Linked DNA regions of Canis lupus: region 1 is linked to region 2. A link is a contact called in public Hi-C data. All regions are on one chromosome and are shown on one strand. Each heading gives the region's core, a stretch centred on a gene start, on an enhancer-like site or on the middle of the called end of the contact. The rest is flanking DNA. Distances are from core to core; before and after follow the strand shown. Region 1 overlaps MTMR12 (myotubularin-related protein 12). Region 2 has its middle 11 kb from the start of MTMR12.

Region 1 (4,913 bases), core at 1,273-3,772, 87 kb before region 2:
GTCTGAGGATGGGGCCCCTATGGGATTCCTAGCCAACCACGGATCCCAAGTATCCACTCATTTTACCACTGAAAATGGTAAAATCCTTTTTTTTTTTTTTTTTTTTTTTTTTTTTTACATTCTGGGTGCTGCTCAACAAATCCTGAGGCAGATCTTAAAGACATCTGAAGGGCTAATGGGCCACCTTTGGAACCTAGATTCCTCTTTATGGTATTTCAAATGCTACAGTGAGCTCCTGGGCTGGAGATTAAATTTACACACACACATACACACCCCTCTCTGTTTACATAAAGTATTTAACCACCACACACACAATACAAGCCTAGCTAACATTTATTGAGCATTTATTATGCAACAGACACTAACGGGAACTCCTAACCCTCCAGCACTTCAGTGAGGTGGGTTTTGGGAATGTTGCCATCCTGCAGATGAGCAAACAGAGACCTTGCCCAAGTCCCACGGTTCATAAGTTGCAAGTCAGGGGTTCTGATTCAGAGAACCCCACTCTTTACTACACCACACGGCCTCTGATGGGGGACGGAGTTAATTTGGAGAAATACAGAAATGTGACATTTATATCGTTAAAAATTTGAGAACCTGAGAAAGATGACTGTGCCACAACCAGTGCGCAGTGAGCTGCTGGCAGAGTGTGGGCTGCAGGGACGTGCTGCTACTCGGAGCTATGGGAGTGGCCCTGTCTACACAGACCCTGCCCACAGCTGGCTGGCCCAGGCTCTCCGCTCCAGGATTTGGAATGAAGACCAAGATTCCAGCTGCAGTGTGACTGGTCTCGTGAAATCAGAGTTGCCGTGGGGGGTGCATCCTGCTTCATCGACTAGGGCCAGGAGACCAGTGTGCAAAGCAGGAGGGCAAAGGACAAGGACACTCAGAGCAGATGGCGTGGGCTTCAGGTTTGGAGATCCAGCAGCGTCTCTGACCTGAACCTTCAAACACACACAACTCCTCTTTTGGGCTTCAGTTGTTGCAGCCCAGTGTTCTCACGGATGCAGCCATTGAAACTTTCCAAGCCAAAAAAAGTCATATGACTGCTCCAGGAAGATCCCGTCACTGAGAGAAGGCACTCAAAGGAGGAGGTCATTTATAATAACTATCCAGCCAACAGAAAATGACCCAGGGGGACAATGGAAATGGAAAAAGGGGACTCAGGGCAGGGGGCCATGAAAATTCTAATTCCTTCCCCAGGGTCCATTATATCCCGGTGGCCAGGTAATTTGGTAAGGATAGGGTTTCTCTTCTCCCACAAAGGACCAATATGCTTCCCTATATATATTTTTTTTGTTTATAATTATTTCTTGAAGGATTTAAATTTTTTCCCAACATTTATTATGTAAAGTTTCAAATACAGCAAAGTTTAAAGAATTTTATGACTATCTGTACTCTCATACACCCAGCTTTAGATCGCCTCACTGACATTCTGCTATACTTGCTTTATCACACACCTAAGCTATCGCCATCCCTCTGCCCATCCATTAACCCATCTTATTGTTGCTGCCAATCACAATTTTTAAAAAAGATTTTATTTATTCATGAGAGACACACAGAGAGAGGCAGAGACCCAGGCAGAGGGAGAAGCAGGCTCCCTGCAGGGAGCCTAGTGGGGGACTCGATCCTGGGACTCCAGGATCACGACCTGGGCCGAAGGCAGACGCTCAACCGCTGAGCCACCCAGGCGTCCCTGATGCTGCCATTCAAAGTCAACTGCAGACAATGGTTCAGTTCTCTCTAAATAATTTGGTGGCAGTATCATTAACTAGAGGTCAATGCTTGCTTAATTTTTTTTTCTTGTAATGTGAATTCAAACACAAACACATCTTAAACCTACTTTTGCCGAGTTTTGGCATACACCTGCGTATCCCAAACTCTTACCAAGTTCTAGAATGCTGCAGCCACATGGATAGAACTAGAGGGCGTGATGAAATAAGTCGGAGGAAGACAAGTACTATCAGATTCACCTACATGTAGAATCAAAAACCGAAACAAATGAACAAACAAAAAAACCCCAAAGACTCTTATTAAATACAGAGAACTGGTGGTTGCCGGGGGGATGGGGGGGCCACAGGCAAAATAAAGGGGATTAAGGGGTACCAACTTCCAGTTATGGAAGAAGTCACAGAGATGAGAAGTACAGCATAGGAACTACAGTCAATAATATAATGACGTATGATGACAGACGGTGACGACACCTACTGTGGGGAGCCGCGAGCCAGTCACAGAATCGTCAAACCACTGTCGTACACCTGAAACAGACACAGCATTGTTTGTCAGGTACATTTCGAGAAAAAGAAAAAAAATCTAGACTGCGACCCCCGTTTTTGGCAGGTCCCCCGTCCCAGCCTGTCCCCACCCGACACTTCCAGACCAGGCCATCCCTCCTGCCACTGTCCTGCCCTAGAGGCCTGGGGATGGGCCTGCGTTCAGCTCTCCAAGAGCATTCCAGCCCCAGCCCGGCTGTCCTGGGGGCAGTCCGAGGGATAGAATGTGCTCGGTCTGCATTCCTGCCCTGCCCGACCCAGGAATGGCACACACTGTACCCTCGCAGGGCGGGGAGAAGCACCACATTCACCGGCCCCAGACCTCAGAGAAAAGGGTAATTTGAAAAGTCCTCCAGTCTGGATTTGAGAGGTGGCTGGGGTGGGGTGGGGGGCAAGCCACACAGCCCTTTATAAAAGTAATACTCAAATCTCAATGAAAAAAAAAAAAGGTAACTGCTTTATAAAAACTGGACTAGCTAGCAAAACTGGAGAGCTTTCTTCAAGGCAGGCCAAGAAAGCTTACTGTGTTGCCACCTGATTATATACTTCGTATCCCTTAATTGCTAGAGGCAGACCATGTAATAGAAGGATTGGAAAAAAGGAACCTGGGCCTGAACCACAAAATGGGCTGAGACGTCTGTGTTTTTAAAGACACAAAAGCACCTCCAACAAATTCTTTTCCTCTTCAATCCGTAAATGGTGTTTAAAATGATATTCCCCACAGCTGGGCTGGTTATGGATACGCACCCGCCTCCGCACGCTGGAATCCTCAGCACAGACAGGGGCTTCCCTCACCCCCTCCATCCTAATGTTCCTGAGGCTCTATGTTGCATTGGGGAGGCTGTTGGAATCGCCAGTGTGGAGGGCCAAGGTCACTACAGAGGCTCCTGCAACGGTGGGGTGGGGTGGGGTGGGGTGGGGTGGAGGGTCCTGTCAGCCCCTCTCTCCGGCCCCAAGGCTGGCTTCATAAACGCTTGCTCGAGAGCCCCAGGGGGGCATAAGCACCCCAAGCACAGCCCAGGAGACTTTTCTACTGAGCAACTTTGGCCACAACCACAGGAGAGGCTTGGAAAACAGGCCAGAGTCCAGGCGCCCTCTGCCCCCAAGTCCCCTGTCGGCGCAGGTGACAGGAAGGCACAGGAGCCAGGAATGTTCCCGACAGGAGCCCCTGCCCCATCCTGTTTCACATCACATGGAATATGGCTAACTCGACCCGCCCAAGTCCCCCGCACTGCCCTCGCCTGGAAACCAAAGAACAAGCAAAAATCAGGAGACTGCCAAGTCCCCCGAAGTCCAGAGCTGCTGAAGAACCCTGCTCATCAGTAGGGTCCTAACTACGACTTGAATTAATAGTCATCGAAGAACCACAGGAAGAAGGTGGTAGCGATGGGGGCTTATTAAGTTGCAGGGATGCCTCAGAGCTGGCGTGGTGACCAGGAGGGGCCTGGGAGCCGAGAGGGGCCGTCTCTCGTCCCTCCAAGGGGCCGGGCAAGGAAGCGAACTCTCCCCACACACCAAGTGACAGGTCTCCATCTAGCCAGTGGCAAACCAGAGGATCCGAAAAATCCCCGGGGGCACACACCACCCTGTCCTGCCAGGGGCCTCTCCTCTCTGCAGGGAGAAACAGAGCCTCTGCTCTTCCGCCGCCCCGTAAGGGAACTCAGATCTCTTTCAGCAAGAACACAGACTTCTCGAATTACATTCGCCCTCAGAAGCAGAGGCGGTAATATTTAACTTCACGTATTTAGAAAGCCCTTTTCCTTTATTTGCCCTATTTTTATTGTTCATCGTAGTATTTAATTGCCACCTGAAATTTCACCTTATTTTTTAAAAATATTTTATTTATTTATTCATGAGAGACACACGGAGAGAGAGAGGCAGAGGCAGAGGGAGAAGCAGGCTCCATGCAGGGAGCCTGACGTGGGACTTGATCCCAGGTCCCCAGGATCCTGCTCTGGGCTAAGGCGGCGCTAAACCACTGAGCCACCCGGGCTGCCCTCATCTTATTTTTTTATAGTAAACTCTACCCCCACTGTGGGGCTCCAACTCAGCCCCCCAAGATCAAGAGTTGCATGCTCTGGGGCCTCTGAGTGGCTCAGTGGTTGATCATCTGCCTTCAGCTCAGGGCATGATCCCGGGGTCCTGGAATTAAGTCCTGCTCAGGCTCCTGCAGGGAGCCTGCTTCTCCCTCTGCCTATGTCTCTGCCTCTCTCTCTCTGTGTGTCTCTCATGAATAAATAAGTAATCTTCCAAAAAAAAAAGAAGAAGAAAAAGAAAAAGAGAGAAAGAGAAAGAGAAAAAGAAAAAGAAAAAGAAAAAGTTGTATGCTCTGACTGAGCCAGGCAGGAGCCCCTAAAATTTTAAATATTTATTAGAAACAAAAAAAAAAAAATTTTTAAATATTTATTAGGTTGTTGGTTTCCTACCACCAACCAACCAATCAACTCAACCCAACACACACACACACACACGCACACTGAATGAACAAAATTATCCTACGTTATATAAACCACATTGAAAGCAGTATTGCTTGTAAATTGTGCTTTAATTTCTGCAATCAGATATGATGCAGTGAAATATAAGTATAAACTTTCATTGTACATTGGAAAATAAAAAGCACATTTATACAGATAAAGCCCA
Region 2 (4,894 bases), core at 1,583-4,082:
GAATATAAAAAATAGTGAAAGAGAATAAAGGGGAAAGGAGAAAAAATGAGTGGGAAATATCAGAAAGGGAGACAGAACATGAGAGACTCCTAACTGGGAAACGAACTAGGGGTGGCAGAAGGGGAGGTGGGTGGGGGGTGGGGGTGACTGGGTGACGGGCACTGAGGTGGGCACTTGACAGGATGAGCACTGGGTGTTATTCTATATGTTGGCAAATTGAACACCAATAAAAAATAAATTTATAAAAACAAAATAAAAAATTAAATTAAACTTAAAAAAAAAAAGCAAGAGTCTTTTACAAGACATTACCATTTTCTGGGACGCCTGGGTGGCTCAGCGGTTGAGCATCTGCCTTTGGCTCAGGTTGCGATCCCAGGTCTCGGGATCAAGTCCCCCATGGGGCTCCCTGCGTGGAGCCTGCTTCTCCCTCTGCCTGTGTCTCTGCCTCTGCCTCTGTGTGTCTCTCATGAATAGATGAATAAAATCTTTTTTTTTTTTTAATTTTTATTTATTTATGATAGTCACACACAGAGAGAGAGAGAGAGAGGCAGAGACACAGGCAGAGGGAGAAGCAGGCTCCATGCACCGGGAGCCCGACGTGGGATTCGATCCCGGGTCTCCAGGATCACGCCCCGGGCCAAAGGCAGGCGCCAAACCGCTGCGCCACCCGGGGATCCCAGATGAATAAAATCTTAAGAAAAAATTACCATTTTCTGTCTCTCTTACCTTGGCATCGGTTCCCCAATCAATCCATCCATCAAGGTCTAACCCCAGTGTCCCCACCTCTTTGACATCTTCCTTAGAAACTGTTGGAGCCAGTCGAGGGCTCTTCTGAATCTACCCAGAATCTACACTGCGTTGGCCTAGGAACTTGACCCTGTCTTGGAACCCTGCAAAAGGCCTGGCCGCGCAGCTGCCCCGGAGCTCCTCGCAGTGAGCGCAGGCCCTCCTGGCCCCTGGCTCCTGGGCTCCCCCTGGCCGGTCGGAAAGCCTTCCTTCCTGCCCGAGCACCTGAGCCTCCGGACCCTGGAAGCCTCTGGAAAGGAACCTGTGCCCTCTACAGGACCTCCTAGGAAGTGCTGAGCCAGGAAGTCTCAGGCCTCCCCCCACTCTCCGCTTTACCGAAGACTCACATCAGTACCTGCTTTTGCTAATGAAAAAAAAAATCTGAAGACAATTTTTGCTTTTACGAAATGGGAATTGCTTATTTGCTTACGCCATTTCGGCTTACGACAGGCTTCATAGGAATGCTGACTTGCCCATAGCTGGAGAAACGTGTATTCACAGCACAGGCTGGGTGTTCCCTCAGCTCGGCACCGGATCCAGGAAGGTGATGAAGGAGGAGGAGGCTGGGGTCCTTCATCCTCTGTCCTCCTAACCAGCTCTCCGCTGGGCGCACTGGCTCCACACACTCAGGCCTCATGCCCTAGGAACTCGGCCTGCGCCAGCTGGGCCACCCCTACCTAAAGGTGGTGGGGGTGTCACAAGCCCAGAGAAGGGAAACCACTTGCCTGAGATCACACTGATCAGTGCCACCCTGGGATTTAGTTCTGTGACACAGTCTTCTTTCTGAGCATGAATTCTCAGCCAGAGGGGTCTAATGCAGGCAACTTAATCTGGTTATTTCTGAGCTTTATCTTTGTCACTTTAAGTCTTCTAAGCCAGTCACAATCGGTTTCAGAGCTCCCTTCTGTGGTTTTTTCTCCTACTTTCTGGGCTAAATTAAAGGCCCCAGGGTGTACAAAGCCCCAGCCAGGCCTGGGGGCAGGGGTGGGGTGGGATGGGCAGGGCAGGTTGCCTATCTCCCAGACTCAGTCCCATTGCATGTCCTGTGTGTTCATGGGCAGGGAAGGTGTCTGCTTCAGAGGGTGCAGACTTGGGCCTGCAATCAGTCTGGCCTGCCCCTGTGCAGCTGGCTGATGTGGCGATTCCTTAGAGATGAAGCTCAGTCCTCATCCCTGGGGTGGTTTGTGCTGTATCTGTAAATGGGCATTTCCCCTGTGAGGCAGCCTCCCAGTGGCACCTTGGCTCTCTTTCTTCTTTCTTTCTTTCTTTCTTTCTTTCTTTCTTTCTTTCTTTCTTTCTTTCTTTCTTTCTTTCTTTCTTTCTTTCTTTCTTTCTTGATTTTATTTATTTATTCATGAGAGACACAGAGAGAGGCAGAGACACAGGCAGAGGGAGAAGCAAGCTCCCCATGGGTAGCCTGAGACTCAGTCCCAGGACCCTGGGATCATGCCCTGAGCCAAAGGCATATGCTTAACTGCTGAGGCACTCAGGCATCCCTCTTTTTTTTTTTTTTTTTTTTTGTTGTTTCCTAAGATTTTATTTGTTTATTTGAAAGAGAGAGAGAGAGAGAGAGAGCACAAGAAGGGAGAGGGCCAGAGGGAGAAACAAACTCCTTGCTGAGCAGGGAGCCTGATGTGGGCTTGATCCCAGGGCCCGGATATCATGACCTGAGCCAAAGGCAGACGCTTAACTGCCTGAGCCACCCAGGCTCCTCATTAGCTGTTTCCTAATTACTTTCTGGGTCTCATTTGGGGGCCACCGAATACTCTGGATCATTTCCAAAACCACTGGGAGACACAGAAGAGTCAAGAGGGGCTCTTGCAAGGTCTCTAGCATCTGGAAAGTCCAAGCCACAATTTCAACTACTCTATGCCTAGAGGCAGTGGAGGGAGCTTGTCATCAGGGCCACCACACTCTGAAAGTCCCCTATGGGATGCCAGAGTCAGGCTAGCTCTTCCCTTCTCTTGGTTTCCCTGAGCGATGGGGTAACTGTGGGGCAGGGTCCTTGCAGGGATGCTATCTGCTTCTCACTCTGCTCTTTCTCTCCCAGGCTAGCTCTCTCCCCAGCTCAGAGCCCAGCACATGGTGTGTGTGTGTGTGTGTGTGTGTGTGTGTGTGTGTGTGTGTGTGTAGAGGAGGCAGGAGGAAGCAGCAGGCAGAAAAACCTGTTATTTTGTTTGGCTCCTCCATTTCGGATTTCTCTTGACTCATTCCAGGATGATAGAAGTCAAGAGCTGGCATCTGACTCAAAGATGATCTCCAGGAAAGAGGAATGAAAAAAGCTTGTTGATATCTCAAAGTGTCAAGATGGACACGACTCCATGCTTTCCGTGCTGTCCGATCATGCGGAGGCTGCATATATCACAACGTAAAAATAATGTATTATTCCTCCTTCAATTTTAACTGAGACCAGGGCATTATATTTAGATCTTAAAATTTCTGGTACTCTAGCGCTGGTTGGGAAAAATCAAGGGACCTGACAATCCAGGCTGTTATGCTCTAATTTGAAGGAAGACAGCATTGAGAGAACCTTCTCCTCCTTCCCAGTTTTGTTCAGGGCTGCTTCTGGTCTGAAACTGCAAGAAGGGTGGGAGAGCACCTCCTTTCCCACAGAGGAGGGTTACTGGTGCACGGAGCCTAATCATCTTAGAGGGAAGAAGGAAGCTGGTGCTGTCAGAGGGGCCAGGAGAACCTTCTTAAATGCAAACAGGCTGTGCATGCCTCCCTGCTGGGATATTTGATCTCTGTTGAAAGTGCAGTCAAGCCAGTTTTGAGCTTGGCTGACCCATTCCCACTCACTGGGAACCTGAAAGGCTCATTGTTCAGGTGGTTGTAAAAGAACACAGAGGTCGTGAAAGGCCTCACTGTTTTATGTCTGAACTGGTTATCTGTCCCAAGGTGAAAATGTAATCAAAATTGTTTTTTAAAAATCCTTTTTGAAAAAAAAAATCCTTTTTGCCCCCCCCAAAAAAAATCCCCCCCCCTTTTTTTTAAATCCTTTCTGTCCAAAGGCAAAAAGAGAATGCAAGGAATAGAAACGGTTGAGCTGAAAAGAAACATCTCTGTATTTTTTACAGAGTAACTTTCCCGCTGGAGCCCTGTTAATGGTTGGCCATTTCCCTGTTTCCCTCCCGAACACTGGGGTCTATTCACCATTCATTCACCTGGTCCCTGGAACAGATTCCAGGGGCAGCCAAGTAAAGCAGCAAGCAAGGCAATCTCAGATGTTGCAAATATCTTACGCAGGTTTAAGAAATCTGAAAAGAAGTTTTGTGGCTCAGCTGAAACGGGGATGGGGGGTCCGAAGGAGGGAGGGGAATCCATTTCTTCTCCCACCTCCTGTGAGACAACATGGACTGAAGAGAAAATACTAAGAGAAACTTAATCTGAAGCTACACAAGGTTAGAGAAGCAACTGATTCATTCCCCCCCCCCCTTTTATTTCTTTTTTCTTTTTTAAAGCAATCTCTACACCCAACATGGGGCTCAAGCTCATGACCCTGAGATCAAGAGCTACATGCTCCACCAGCTGAGCCAGTCAGGCACCCCCCCTTCACCCCCCTGATTTTTAAAAAGAAGTTTCTTTGCTCTACTTTCCCCGCAGTCTCCTCATGTGCCAGGGCAACACCTTACCCATCCCCAAAGGAAAGGCTCTGTCCCCCTTGATCAGAAGAGGGGCACCCCACATAGGCCTGTGAGGATGACCTCAGAGGGAGCAGGATGTGCAACCAGCAAGAGCCAGGGCTTTGCCCTGGGGTGACACTGCTGGTTCTAGCACAAGCAAGGGTGGGAGATGAGGCTGGCAGGACAGACTGGAGCTAGTTTATGGGCTCCTGGGTGCCAGGCTGAGGACTTTGAAATTTACCCTTAGGTATGTGAAGCTATTGAAGACTTTTTACATCATTTTTTCTTTTTCTTTCTTTTTTTTTTTCTTTTTCTTTTTTAAAAGATTTTATTTATTCATTCACAAGAGACACACACAGAGAGGGAGGCAGACACAGGCAGAAGGAGAAGCAGGCTCCACGCAGGGAGCCTGACGTGGGACTCTATCCCAGGTCTCCAGGATCAGGCCCTGGGCTGAAGGCGGCGCTAAACCGCTGAGCCACCCG

Evidence for each region. Hi-C and Micro-C count contacts between places; a contact is called where the count stands out from the background.
Region 1: a Hi-C map of skin fibroblasts shows a contact between it and region 2, with 2.7 times the contacts expected there. The contact joins two enhancer-like sites. A contact is called at or near these places in 5 of 9 Hi-C or Micro-C datasets (amygdala, blood, liver and 1 more).

Annotation. Positions count from the first base shown.
Region 1 is chr4:76,136,905-76,141,817 of UU_Cfam_GSD_1.0, reverse strand. It overlaps MTMR12 (myotubularin-related protein 12), which reads right to left. Exons shown (of 17, transcript XM_038535402.1): 17 at 4,800-4,913. Among named protein-coding and RNA genes, the nearest start is that of GOLPH3, 45 kb to the left of the region's middle. Within about 2 kb of position 2,522, at least 11 of the 20 cell types and tissues checked have an H3K27ac peak or open chromatin away from gene starts, as enhancers often do.
Region 2 is chr4:76,050,544-76,055,437 of UU_Cfam_GSD_1.0, reverse strand. No RefSeq gene overlaps it. Among named protein-coding and RNA genes, the nearest start is that of MTMR12, 11 kb to the left of the region's middle. Within about 2 kb of position 2,832, at least 5 of the 20 cell types and tissues checked have an H3K27ac peak or open chromatin away from gene starts, as enhancers often do.